Regions from separate parts of the Mus musculus genome. Here region 2 is linked to region 1. Evidence: chromatin contacts called from public Hi-C data. All regions are on one chromosome and are shown on one strand. Each heading gives the region's core, a stretch centred on a gene start, on an enhancer-like site or on the middle of the called end of the contact. The rest is flanking DNA. Distances are from core to core; before and after follow the strand shown.

Region 1 (6,488 bases), core at 2,485-4,984:
TGGGACCACCCACAAACAGTTGGCTCCCTATGGACAGGAAAACCCAGAGCACACAGGGAACATGCTGCCTGTTTCTGAAAATGGGCAGGTCACTTGAGTTGAGGCAGTCAGCTCTCCCAGTCGTAGTGCACAGCCCTCTCTTACAATGGCCACTTTACATGGCCAGAGTTCATGCTACCTAGAATAGCTGTTCCCATGCTTGGCTTACCAGAGCACAACTGCTTATATAGATTAATAAACTAAACAGACACCCTGGATATACCTCCACAGAAGTCTGGACACAGCAGGGCCTGCCTAGCCAGGTCACTGCAAATTTGCATTCAGAGAAGTTTCCCAGATAATGTGGATGACAGCCAGGACCGAGGACCACTAGTAAAGGAAGGAACTCCTGGAAGGGAGATGAAGTGGACATGTGAGGAGCGACATGTTGTTCAACACCAGCAGTATAGGATTCTTTCTGCGTACCTTTGGAAAGAGAATATGCATCCTAGGGAACATGAAGTCGGCCAGAATGTAATTTTTTTTATTTTATTTTAAGCCAAGTCTTAGAAGTGAATAAGCTTGGCTTCTGGAACTGGCAGACCCAAATTCTAGTTCTTCCTCTGCTACAGGGAGCTGGGGAGGCTCAATAAAATCCGAGCTTCGGTTTCCTCCAGTGGCAGGTAAGGATGGTGAAGAAGGAACAGGATGGTAACAAGGATAACCACTCTCGCATCAGCTGCTGTTCTAACAATACAGACATCGGTTTTCTGGGATGCTGTATGAAGTCGTACTTCATACACTTAGAACACTACTTTATGTCTTTTCTTTGGTCAAAAGGACAACTGTTCCTATTATCTGTTAAGCAGAATTGATAAGTTCTAAGTAGCTTCAACCAGTAGCATCCTGGCCACACAGCCTCACCCACCTTGCCCTAATTTGATAGTACCCTTGCAATGCAGGCCTTTAGGTTCAGGCATGGACAGCCTGGTTCAAATAAAACTGTATGCACGGAAGAAAACACTTTCGTGACAGACCTGAGATGTAGTGCTTCAGATTGAATTCATTTTTCCAACCAATTACTTAACAGGTTGATACTAAGACATTTAGGATAAAGAAAGGAGGCAAGAGAAAGCTCAAGGCAAGAGTGTAAATGGAAGTAAAGTCTACATATCCTTTTAAGGGAACCATCTTCATCTTAGGATCACAGACATTCTGTAAGGACTGTTATAATCCATGTTATAATCCATGATCCTCTCTAGAAAATTTCACTAAGACACGCACATCTACACACATAGTCTACACGGAACTTCAGGAAACTCATATCACTAAAGGCCATCAATGGATTTCCCAGAAAATGGTGGCAAGTTAAACATTATTCCTTTACACTAGTGGTTCTCAACCTTTCTAATGTTGTGACCCTTTAGTATAGCTCCTCATGTTGTGGTGATCCCCAATCATATAATTATGTTTGATGCTACTTCATAGCTGTAATTTTACTCCTGGTATGAAATGCAATGTAAGTAGTTCTGGAGCAAGAGGGTTGCTAAAGGGTTCATGAGCCATAGACTGAGAACCACTGCTTTAGATCAAGGGTTCAGAAGTCTAAAAAAGGCCAGACAGGTCATATAGTGTTTATCATAACTACTCAACTTTACTGCTACAACATGTAAGCAGAAACAAACCATATGGGAGGGATGTTTCAGTAGAGCTTTATTTAGAAGAAAAAAATAGCATTGAGAGACTTGGTAGATAGCTCAGGCAATGAAGTATTTGCATCATTGTATACATGGGAACAGATGTTTGAGCACCAGAACCCATGTGAAAACATTCAGGTTTAGTAGTTCATACTTTAAATCCCAGAGCTGGGGAGATAGAAACAGATACTAACTGGCCAACAAGCATAGCTTAAAACCAGGGCAGATGGCTGCTGAGAAACAACCTCTGAAGTTGACCTTTGGCCTCCACACACAAGTACACATACGTATGTTACACACACACACACACACACACACACACACACATACACACACACACACACGTAGGTTGGAGGATTTGGCTCAATACTCATGGGTTGATGTTTCTTACTTTGCTTTAGAGTCATATCACATAGTAGTCTGTGTAGGGCCTGAGTCCTTTATCCCTGAAAGTCCTCTTAGTTCTGTTTTAGCATCTTTATAGACCTAAGACACCCCATGAAAGCCTTACCCACATTATATCCAACTTTGTTTCCTACATCCTTAGAGTGTGACATCTTGTAGACTGTTGTATGGAGACTGCCTCCATGCAAACACATCTAGCTATTAAAACAACATTTTTATCCCCAGAAGATATGATGCTACATTTATTTACACATCTACAGGACTACATTGGGAGGGATAGCTTGGTGTCATAGTTCATTCCCAGTAGGCTTGTTGGTGGTAGGGAGACAGTGTCTTGCTATGTAGCCCAGGTTGTCCTCAAATTCAAAGCATTCCGCTTGCCCTGGCCGTTTGAATTCTGAGATCACACCATATATTATGATAGCACCAAGTAGAACTTGAAGGCAATGGAGAAAGAAAGCATGAAAATCCAGAGCCAACCTGAGTTGCCCCCAGTAATTACATGAATTCCCTAAGGGAAGGAGTTGTTATAGGTTTAAAAATTGCCTTATTAGTTTTGACAAATTTTCTCAGAAAACATCACATCTTTCCATGTAACATGATTAAAACAATCTGTAGACAGCAGGAGACCTGCCACTCCACTTCCTCCCGAGCTCATGTTTTGTTTTGTTTTTTTAGCTTCTTTAAAAGAACATACACGGCTGTAATCAAATGCTAGCCAGAGAAAGCTGTGACACTAACCACGGCAAAGTTTGCTTCTCATCTCTCATCTGCTAGAACTGCATCGCCAATTGCCCAGGATGTACACCTGGGTTGGTAATGAGCCACATTTCATGCTCATGATGGCTTTTCTGCTGCCCTTGTTGCTGCTGGCTGCCTTACATGTCCTCAGCGTGGACTTCCTCTCAGCTTGAGTGGGGCTGTGGGGGAGGTCACCTTGCCAACCAGACAGAAAGACAAAAATCACTTGACTCAAAAACCATTTGGAAATTTTCAACCCAACTCCACATTCTCTTCATTTCCTGAGGAATCTCTTTTTAATGTAAAATCTCTTCCTGTCGACATGACTTGGGGGAGGGAGAAGGCTGCTTTCCATCCAGAGAAAACTGTAATGTAAAGCAGAAGAGCCCGAAGCCAGCAGCCTCATGTGTGACAGGACAAGCTCTTCAGTTACTATTTTCTCTGTTAGTCCGATATCTTAGTTCCCAGACAGGTATCCTCAAAGTCACAACCATCAAACTGCCATACCCTGCCGTGATCTCCCAACTGTAAATTCTTGAGTTTAGAAACATTTAGAAACATTCCAAGGAACTGAATGTGGGGTTGTTTCTGTGGTATGACAAAGGAATGCAGCACACTGCAATATACATTTGCCAGGGCGATATGAATTGCAATTGTCAGAAACCTCTTCTCCTAAGCAGAACCCATGTCTGTCCTATAAACACATTGACTTGCTGACATTGTCCAAGGAACGGTAGATGAGGCAAGCCTAAACTAGGTCAGTATTTGGTTTTACTATGAGAATTGGCCTTTTAATGAAAACAAACCCAAGTGCTGCTCACCATTTTTGGTTTTAGGGGTGAGTATAAGAGGTGTCCCCATGTCACTCACTACCCACCTTGGTACTGTCAGCTTCATTCAGCATTGGATACAAGGACAAGGAATAGTTCTGCCTGTGTTCTGTGTACACAGTACAGCTCCTCCTGTACTGTAGAGTCATGTTTGGTTTGCTCTTTGAGATCTGCCAGAGTTTCCTAATTAGGAAATTGTCTGGAGAACATCAAGAAGTCAGATGTTCCTTTGCTGCAGAGAAGGGGCCAGGCTTATGAACCGCTCACCCCAGGGGCTACCAGGATGGTCAGCTGCTGAGTGCACAAGCGACAATCTCAGGGCTCAGCATCTTCCTTGCCAAGCACCAGCACCTCTGACTCCACAGCCCATCTAGGGGTTCAGTGGGTGTGAGGGTTGCTTGCTCGAGCCATGACCTTGGAAAGTTCAAGGATGCTTCTCTTCCACAGAGCTGATACAGATCACCAGTGGGCTTGTACAGGTTATCACCTGGGAGGACGCTAGCTAGGGATGTGCAAGATGCATCATCAGCAGTGCAATCTGGACCGGGTTTCCTTGGTTCCAGAATCTTATTGTATACTGCCTGCAATCTACTTACTTTCTATTCTCTCCACAACCTCTCTCTTTTCTTCCCACCCCACCCTTGTGTTTGTACCCGAACTTCTAAGTGCCTTTAAATAAAGCTATGCACTCTTTCTTGGTCCTTAATCTTTCACTAAGCAGCATCGGTATTTTCCAGTTACAAACAGTATGCCTGTGCAGTTCTAGAACATATGCTGACAAGTCATTTGGCAAACACTTTCCTTTGTTGCAACGAGCAGCACTGTGGAGGACTGTAGCATTGGCAACCAAATATGTGCACATTCTTAACGAAGAAACAGAGATAAGGAACCCATCTCAGCGCTGGCTATGGGCTCTGGGGATCCAGAGCCCTATTAGAAAGGGAAACAGTGATCTATTATATAGAAGGGATGTTGGTTAGAATGATTTCCAGATGGCTCTGGGAGGCTCGAGGACAGAGGTTACTGAAGAGCTGTGTAAGGGTCACACGGAGAGCACTGTTTCAGTCGCAAACGATTGACTTTGGAAGAACCAGCTCCAGTTTTATCAATGTAATTAACACCTTCAAGAACATTATTACAGAATATAATAATACAGAATATTATAAAACCAGACAGGACTGCAGGGTGAACGACAATAAGAAATGAAAGCTGTTCTCACTTGAGAAACCAGGCTACTTCATTCATTAATTCAACCAAGATAACGGAGAACAGTTCTGGGCCCAGAGGATAGATCACCGCCTAAGACAAAGACTCTTCTGCTTCCATTTGGTGCAGGGGATGAAGGCTTGCACTTAGAATATATGTATATGTATCTGTCAGGCAGCAGAATGGGTGACTACTGATTATTTTGAAAATTATATGGTACTTCTAAAGGAAAAAAGATAATGGGAAAACCCAGCGTGACATCTAGAGCCCCACTATGCAGCCCAAACAAGCAAAATAACCAGTTACCAAAATTAAGTTCTTCTTAAATAATCTCAGCCAAAGGCATATTTCCTGTGCCGATGAGGAGTCTGGGTCTTGCTGGAGCTGTCTCCTACCTCTCTCCCCACCGGCTCCCTGGGGCTTCCAGAGCTTCCCAAAGAACTGTTCCCTCTGTGAGGTAGGAGGCACTCGCCGGCTTTACACTTCAGGGGCTTCTCTTCACCTTTCCACATATTCATTGATTGACACCTTGCCGTACTTTAGAGAGAACTTAAGGCAGCTATGAGGACATATGAAATATAAGATGGCATAAATTTAAAATAGGAACAAAAGGAGAAGAAAAATGAGGACAGGGACGTGAAACAGATCCAAGAACGAGGCTGCATTGCCTACCCAAAAGATGTATGGGCCACGAATTTGGCTCTAATTTTATAGCAGTCAATGTGGAAAAGAAAAAAAAAGTTATACAATTACAGAGCTGTCTCTGAAAAGTAAAATCAGTCCAGTATTTCTGGAAAAATTAAAATACTTCTATGTCTGGCAATTATCACTCTGTTCCTGCTCCTCTTTAGGGACTCTGTGCTAGGTCCTGTCCACAGGAGTTATTTACTAAGTATCTGTGGAAAAGTGAGAAACAAACCCATCTCCCCATTCATGTATCAGTCAAACCGTGAGAATTTCCTAAGCATAAAAGATACAAAAAGCTCTGAAGCAGGAGCTATGGGCAGGCTGGTGAATGAACCAAAAAAAAAAAGGTTCGTCACGTGACAGTAAGAGAATGTGACAAAACACAAGGGAACAACAAAGAAATAAAGCAGTCATAAAATGTATCATGTTATGAATAAACATGACAAAGAATAAGAAAGATGCTTCATATGGGTGCCTACTGCTAAGGCCTCCTTGAAGAAGTGAAAACAGTTGAAGCCCGAAGTGAGAAGAACTAGATCCCAGGAGAGTCTGAAATTGGCACAAGAAGTCTTCTGCAAAGGTTCTAAGGAATTAAAAATGTCCATCCCAGCAAGACCAGAAATCACTGCAACTCAATAGAGTAGGCAAGGCAGAAAAGTGGCATTGGGCAATGGCTGTCGTCCTCTCAGACAGAGCAGGGCTATGCACACTGGTGGCAAGGAATTTGTTTTATCCCAAGTGAAAAAGAGGATCTAAATCAAGGAAATGTCACAACGTGCACATTTGAAGGCAACTCCAGCCACACCATGGAGGAAGGACGAAGAGTAGAGGAACAGAGAGCATCGAAGATGCTGTGGCTGGAATGAACTGGAAAGCCCGAAGGAGAACAGAGACAAAGCCATTAGAAATAAAATTTTAAAATATTTGGAGTTATCCAGAATTA
Region 2 (5,843 bases), core at 848-3,347, 97 kb after region 1:
CTGGCCTCTGGTCAGAAGGTGATCCACAGGCAAAGAAGACAGGGAGACTGCAAACCACCTACCCTGCTCATCACTTCCATTACATTGCCAGATGGATCAAGAGAAGCCATGAGCTATTCTTTCACACTGAATTTAGCTTACAAAAAGGTTTCAATATCCACGCCCATGTGTAAGCCACTTTCATACCTGAGACACCCGAGGGCCTGCCCAGAGCATATCACCTTGAAGACAGCACTGACTCTATTGACAGACGCTTATATCCAATCACATATTTATAATGTTGCCTGCCTGGACTCTGTCACACTAGTCATTAAATGCTTGAAAGCCCCAAGTCTGTGCTCATTGCCCTGAAACAAAGGCAGAGAGCCTGCCAGGCTCATCTGAGGTGGGAACAAAAGCACTTCATCTCTGAAGAAACCAGCTGGGGGTTTCCTTCCTTATCATGGAATGCCCAGCATGCACCAGTGCTATAGGAAACTAGAGATGTGCAGAGGTGGTGGTGGTTAGGGGTAGGGGGTCACAAATAACTTTTCTCTGTTGTATCCAAAACAGTCTCCTTCAAAGGACCCTGCGAGTGGGAGGAAGGATGCTTTAATCCAAGAATGATGCTGGCCAACTGTCCACTGTACTCACTTTTTCCTTTTCATCAAGATGACAGGGAGGGAACTCACCTTTATATCACCAAGCGGAGTCTGTAAACCCACACCCCAACTTCCCTCAATCACCGCCCTACCAGTCAGATGCAGTGGGAGGGTACCCGGATCCCTCCACTCCCAAACAAAATCATTGCAAGCCAGCTGAGGCTGCCTGAAAATCAACATTCGAGGCACATTAATAAGAAACATCTGGCTACGGGAAGAGGTTGACACAGCACAGGCAGGCAGTGGTGGATTTGTGGTTGGGACCCAGAGTTACAAGGACTGAACTGAAAGCACAATCGGAGAACACCAGTTCGTCTAGGCAATCCTCCACCCACTGCACCACGGAGCCTAGCAACACCGCCATGCTCCGGGTTTGAATTGTTTGGGGCAGAGTTACCTAGAGACTTCCCACTTAAAGCTCTGGCATCAGGAAAATGCATCTCCTGCATCCTCCAGTGTCTGGCCACCACTTCCACCTTCAATATTTGTAGCAGATGTAGCTGGGCTCTTAAAGGAACAGTGTTTGCATTCTTTCCATGTGACTTACAGGATAGACTTAAAAGGGGGAAAGTGTATTTATTTTTCTTCCCTAGTGTTGTGTGTTTAAGACCATCCTACCTCCATTTGTGCAAGGCGAACCCGGGACACTGGTCACCACAGGCGTTACATGGCTGGCCTCTCTCAATCCGACCCAGTCCAGTCAACTTCAAAACAAAAAGACAACACAAGCGTGTCCACCACCAGGGCTCCCCTCAAAGCCCCACTTGTATCCTAGGCAGGAAGGCCTGCCCCTCCCACCCCGCCTCTGTGATTGGACTCAACTGTTTTCTGATGTTGGGGACTTGGGACCAGATTCTCCCACCTGGAGAAGGGCATGTGATTCCAGGTGGGCTGTCTATATAGAGAGCATGGGCACCAAACCACCAAGAAATGGCTTGGCTGGGGCTTTGTCTCCCCCAGACACCTTGGTCACCGGTTTCTAAGAAACAAAAGCAAGACCTTTCCGTTCCCTGGAGTTGCGGGGACCACCTGGTGGCTGTCCTGGACTAAGCCAGGGTTCCCTAGAAGAGGGTAGCTGGGACGCCCAAAAGCCAGTCCCAGGTCCTGTTTCTCAGCTGGGGTTCCCATATTCCTTACGAGAAGAGGAAAAGAAAAAGGTTCACCCGCGGTGCCCTGAACTATGGCATTTAGGGTCCAGGTCCCTGGTGGCACTGTCGCCCGGCCTGGGGTAGGGCCCAGCCCCTCGCGCGCCCGCGGGGCCAGCTTACCTGGGGCCACAGGTGCGCGGCCGCGGGGTGGAGAGGGGCTGGGCCCGGGCGCTGGCTGCCGGCGGTGGGGACCGGGCGGGCGGCTCCGCTCGGGTGGAGGACACTCACCGAGCGGCGGGACAGTCTTTTCCGCGAGCTCCGGCTGAACATGGCCGGGCGCTTCCCGCACGCAGCGCTGTCGGTTGAATGTGTCCGCGCTGCAGCCGCCGGGAGGGCGGGTGGACTGGGCTGGTGCGGTCGTCAGCCGGGCGGTCTCCGCCTAGCTGTCCCGCCTGGTTCGGGAGAGCACGTTTCCCCTCCTCCCTTCCCTCTGCAGCTCGCTCCCCGCCTGCTGGTCCCTCCCCTCTCGGCGAGCTCCCCGCCCTCCCCCAGCCAGTCCCATCCTCTCTGGCACCAGCTGAGGCCACTTTCTCTTTTCTCCTGCTTCCTTGCCCTCTGGGGAGAACTCTTTGGCTGGCCCAGCCCCTAAAAGCTCTTCCGCTCACTCTGGTCCCTGAAGTTAGGAGGCAGGGGACACTTCACAGACATCGGGAGGAGATGCAAAGATGAGAGATTTTCACATTAAATTTAAACATTTAAACTCTTCTTCCACTGTGTATTAATGATCTCTCAAAATTTGTTAAACTTGTGTGCTTATCAATATATGTGTCTAATATAAATGTATGCATATAAATGTATGTATCTATATGCAGACAGACAGACAGACAGACAGACAGACAGACAGACAGACAGATAGATAGATAGATAGATAGATCGATAGATGGGTGTGGGAGTGTCTTACTATGTAGCCCTGGCTGGACTATGTAGAACACACTGGTCTTTAACTCACAAATACTGGCCTGCCTCTGGCTTTTGAGTACTGGGATTAAAGTCATGTACCACCATTACCTGCCCTCTTATCAATCCCTTAAAAATAAATAAATAAATAAATAAATAAAGATGTAACAGAAGACTTTATCTTATAGCATGGTTGAAGGATGAGTCAGGTCATGTGCAGTGGTTGTAACTGGCACAAACTCAGGACTGATGCAAGATTAGAGATGGAAAACAAGGATGTTGTTCTAACAGGCAAGACTATGGTGTCCACTAGTCATTGATACATCCGCTCAAATAGCACTTCCCCTGAACTCTCTCCACCACCCACTAAGCCATCCCTTACACATTCATGACATACAAATCATGTGTTGACATCTGTTCTCAACCAAACCCAAATGACAGAAGGGCCCTGTCTTCTTTGCTTAGGCACATATGTAGGTTTGTATACTCTGGATACTCCTGCAAGTCAAAAGAAGACAATTTGTCATCACTGAGAAGAAGATGGTCATCTTCTGGCTTAGCATTTTATATCTGGGCCATTGAAGTTGAATGAAGAGAAGCCATCTCCACCTGGGATAACCCAGCAAATGGGGGGCGGGGGGCAAGATACCTATCTATCAAAATCAAAGGAATAGCCAGATGCAACTCAGACACCCCCTTCTTCATCAGAACAAGCTGTCCACGTTCACCAATAAGACAACGAAGTTTAGTTTGGTTCTAAGGAGAGGCATGTAAGGCCTTTGCCTCAGGAGCACAATTTACAGAGAATAAATTCAGCAATTAAGACAAATATTTATGTACTGTGATCAAAGAATCAAAATCAATACCAGATATATCTGCTGAATCCTGCCTTATCCTGCCCTGCCTCGCCCACCTCACCATCCTTCCTTCCCTTATAAAAATGCTCTGAGAGCCAGAGGGCTATGGTGAGAGATCAGCTGGTGGCATGCTTCTTCTTCAAGTATGAAGCCTGCGTTTGAGCCTCAGAACCCACATTTCAAAACAGAAAGAAAACAAAAGCTAGGCATGGTGGAAAACACATGTAAACTCAGAGCTGGGGATGTGGAAACAGGAAGATCTTTGGGGCTCACTGTTCTGCTGGTCTAGCCTACTTGGTGAGCTCCAGACCAATGAAAGGCCCCATCTCAAAACAAAACAAAACAAAACCCTAACGACGACTAAGTGGATAACCCCCGAGAGAGCAGAGCACCTGCACACACTTAAACATATACACGCAAAGTGTTCTGAAATTCAGACACTAAATAAGGACTGAGGTAAGTGGTGACCACCCACTATCGTCTTTGGTGGCAGTTGTAGAGAATAAGCCATGGCGTATAGAGTGATGTTGTCTTCTGATCATAACAGAACCACTGCACTCACGAATGCACAGAAGCTGAAGTTGTCTGCACAAGATCAAGCCATCAATATTCCAACCAATGTGCAGAAGGGAGGGCTGCCTGATCTCCTCACCCTTAACTGGGGAGCTACTGACACTCGGTGGCATCCAGGGGGAGAGAGAGAACCAATTTTCTTTAAGGGTATGCCCTCTGGTGGATCTAGCAGGATCCAGTGAGTGCCCCATACCTAAGAATGGTATATGGGGAATACAGAGTAGGAGAAGGTGGGAGCGTGGGGTGATCAGGGTTGAAATAGAGGCATGCACATATTAAATCATAAAACTAATAAGGCAATAGCTTCAGGTTTTTGGGGTTTTGGTTTGTTTGTTTGTTTGTTTGTTTGTTTTTTGGCAGGGGGAGGGTCAGGATAGGATAGTAATGGAAACTTCTCAGGGCAAGATGCTCACTGGATCCTCTCGAAGAGTTACTGTACTCTCATGTCTGCCCCGTAGGAAAAGGTCATGGGGAACAGCATTGATGCTGTAATTATGAATGGTGTCTACATGTATTTTAACTGCAAAACTTTTTAGGGCAACACAGTAAGAGCATCAGTGCTGTGTAAGTTTCCAGGAGATGGACAGCAGATGTCCAGAGGAAATGAAACCTGCTATTTATTCCCCAAAAGTAGCTACAGGAGCTACTGGAAGGTGCCCCGTCCCAGGTTTTGCTCCTAGATAAATGTAGCTGATAAAGGATTAGCAATAGTGACATCCTTGAGAATATGAGTCTACGAAAGGTTTGTTGTTTAGACAAAGAGGAGATGCAAGAGTGATGTGAATGAACCTCATGAGTTATTGGAATAAGCCACATTGTCACATAGTTTCCTCCAGATTAAAACCTTCCATCTTGGAGGGAATTAACCTTAAGATGTTAAAAAGGAGGTGAAACACAGGCTGGTCTAAATGAAGGTGATACAGTGTATCTTGCAGGGAAGCTAAAGAAGTAAATGCTGGGAAATGCTCTTAGTCAAGCTGAGCTGCCTGAAAGCAAATCACATCTAGAAAGGACACTCTCTAGCTTGTTGAAATGCCTGCAAGCTATGTACTGTGGCCCAGGTTTCCAGAACTCATGAGTTGTCACCCATGGTAGGGTGGGCTTTTGGTGATGGAGCTTTATTTGAGTCATTTCTGTTCCTGGATGTAACCCCTTACCCATATTCCCTCTAAGTAAATCCAATAGAACTCACTTGTTCACCAAATTGGACTTTGTTGGTATCCATCCTTTGATCTGTCGTTAGCTTCCAATGACTCTGGTGAGTAGACATTTATTTATGTCTCCCCAGGAATAGTATCACACAACACAGGCATGAGCCCTAGCACACCCCACAAATCAGGCTGCAGGAGTGCTTTCTCCGTGCATATTTTATAAGAGCACGTTTTCATGAACCTGGACCCTACTGATGCATTCCTGCCAGACAGGTGTAAATGTCCTGCAGCTTATAAGATCTTCTCTATATACTCATCAGTTACTTTCTCTTGATTAGGAAGATGAAGTTTAGTAAGGAAGGAAGACAAACTCTTGCCATCAGCTGTCTGCAGACAGCAGGCAACTTTGTGGTGCTGTACCTTTGCATTTGTGGTCTTTGATTTATGTTCCCTCCTAGTCTCTCCAGGCAATGTGATTACTAACGGAGCGTGAAGAAATCTTCATACACATTTGTCAGCATGGGGGTCTCTGCTGAAACATGAAGTGGAAAGCCAAAACCAAGGCAGAGTAGCTCT

What was found. Hi-C and Micro-C count contacts between places; a contact is called where the count stands out from the background.
Region 2: a Hi-C map of forebrain shows a contact between it and region 1, with 2.0 times the contacts expected there. The contact joins the promoter of Prickle2 here to the enhancer-like site in region 1. A contact is called at or near these places in 3 of 39 promoter capture datasets (the 3T3-L1 cell line, cranial neural crest and embryonic stem cells) and 4 of 484 Hi-C or Micro-C datasets (cerebral cortex, cortical neurons, forebrain and 1 more).

Annotation. Positions count from the first base shown.
Region 1 is chr6:92,605,402-92,611,889 of GRCm38.p6, forward strand. All of the region lies in intron 2 of Prickle2 (prickle planar cell polarity protein 2), which reads right to left. Among named protein-coding and RNA genes, the nearest start is that of Prickle2, 98 kb to the right of the region's middle. Within about 2 kb of position 3,735, at least 52 of the 459 cell types and tissues checked have an H3K27ac peak or open chromatin away from gene starts, as enhancers often do. A contact at or near this core is called in cortical neurons and forebrain, where this site is marked.
Region 2 is chr6:92,704,087-92,709,929 of GRCm38.p6, forward strand. Prickle2 (prickle planar cell polarity protein 2) reads right to left here and starts at 2,098. Exons shown (of 9, transcript NM_001081146.2): 1 at 2,018-2,098; 2 at 1,260-1,345. The coding sequence starts at 2,059.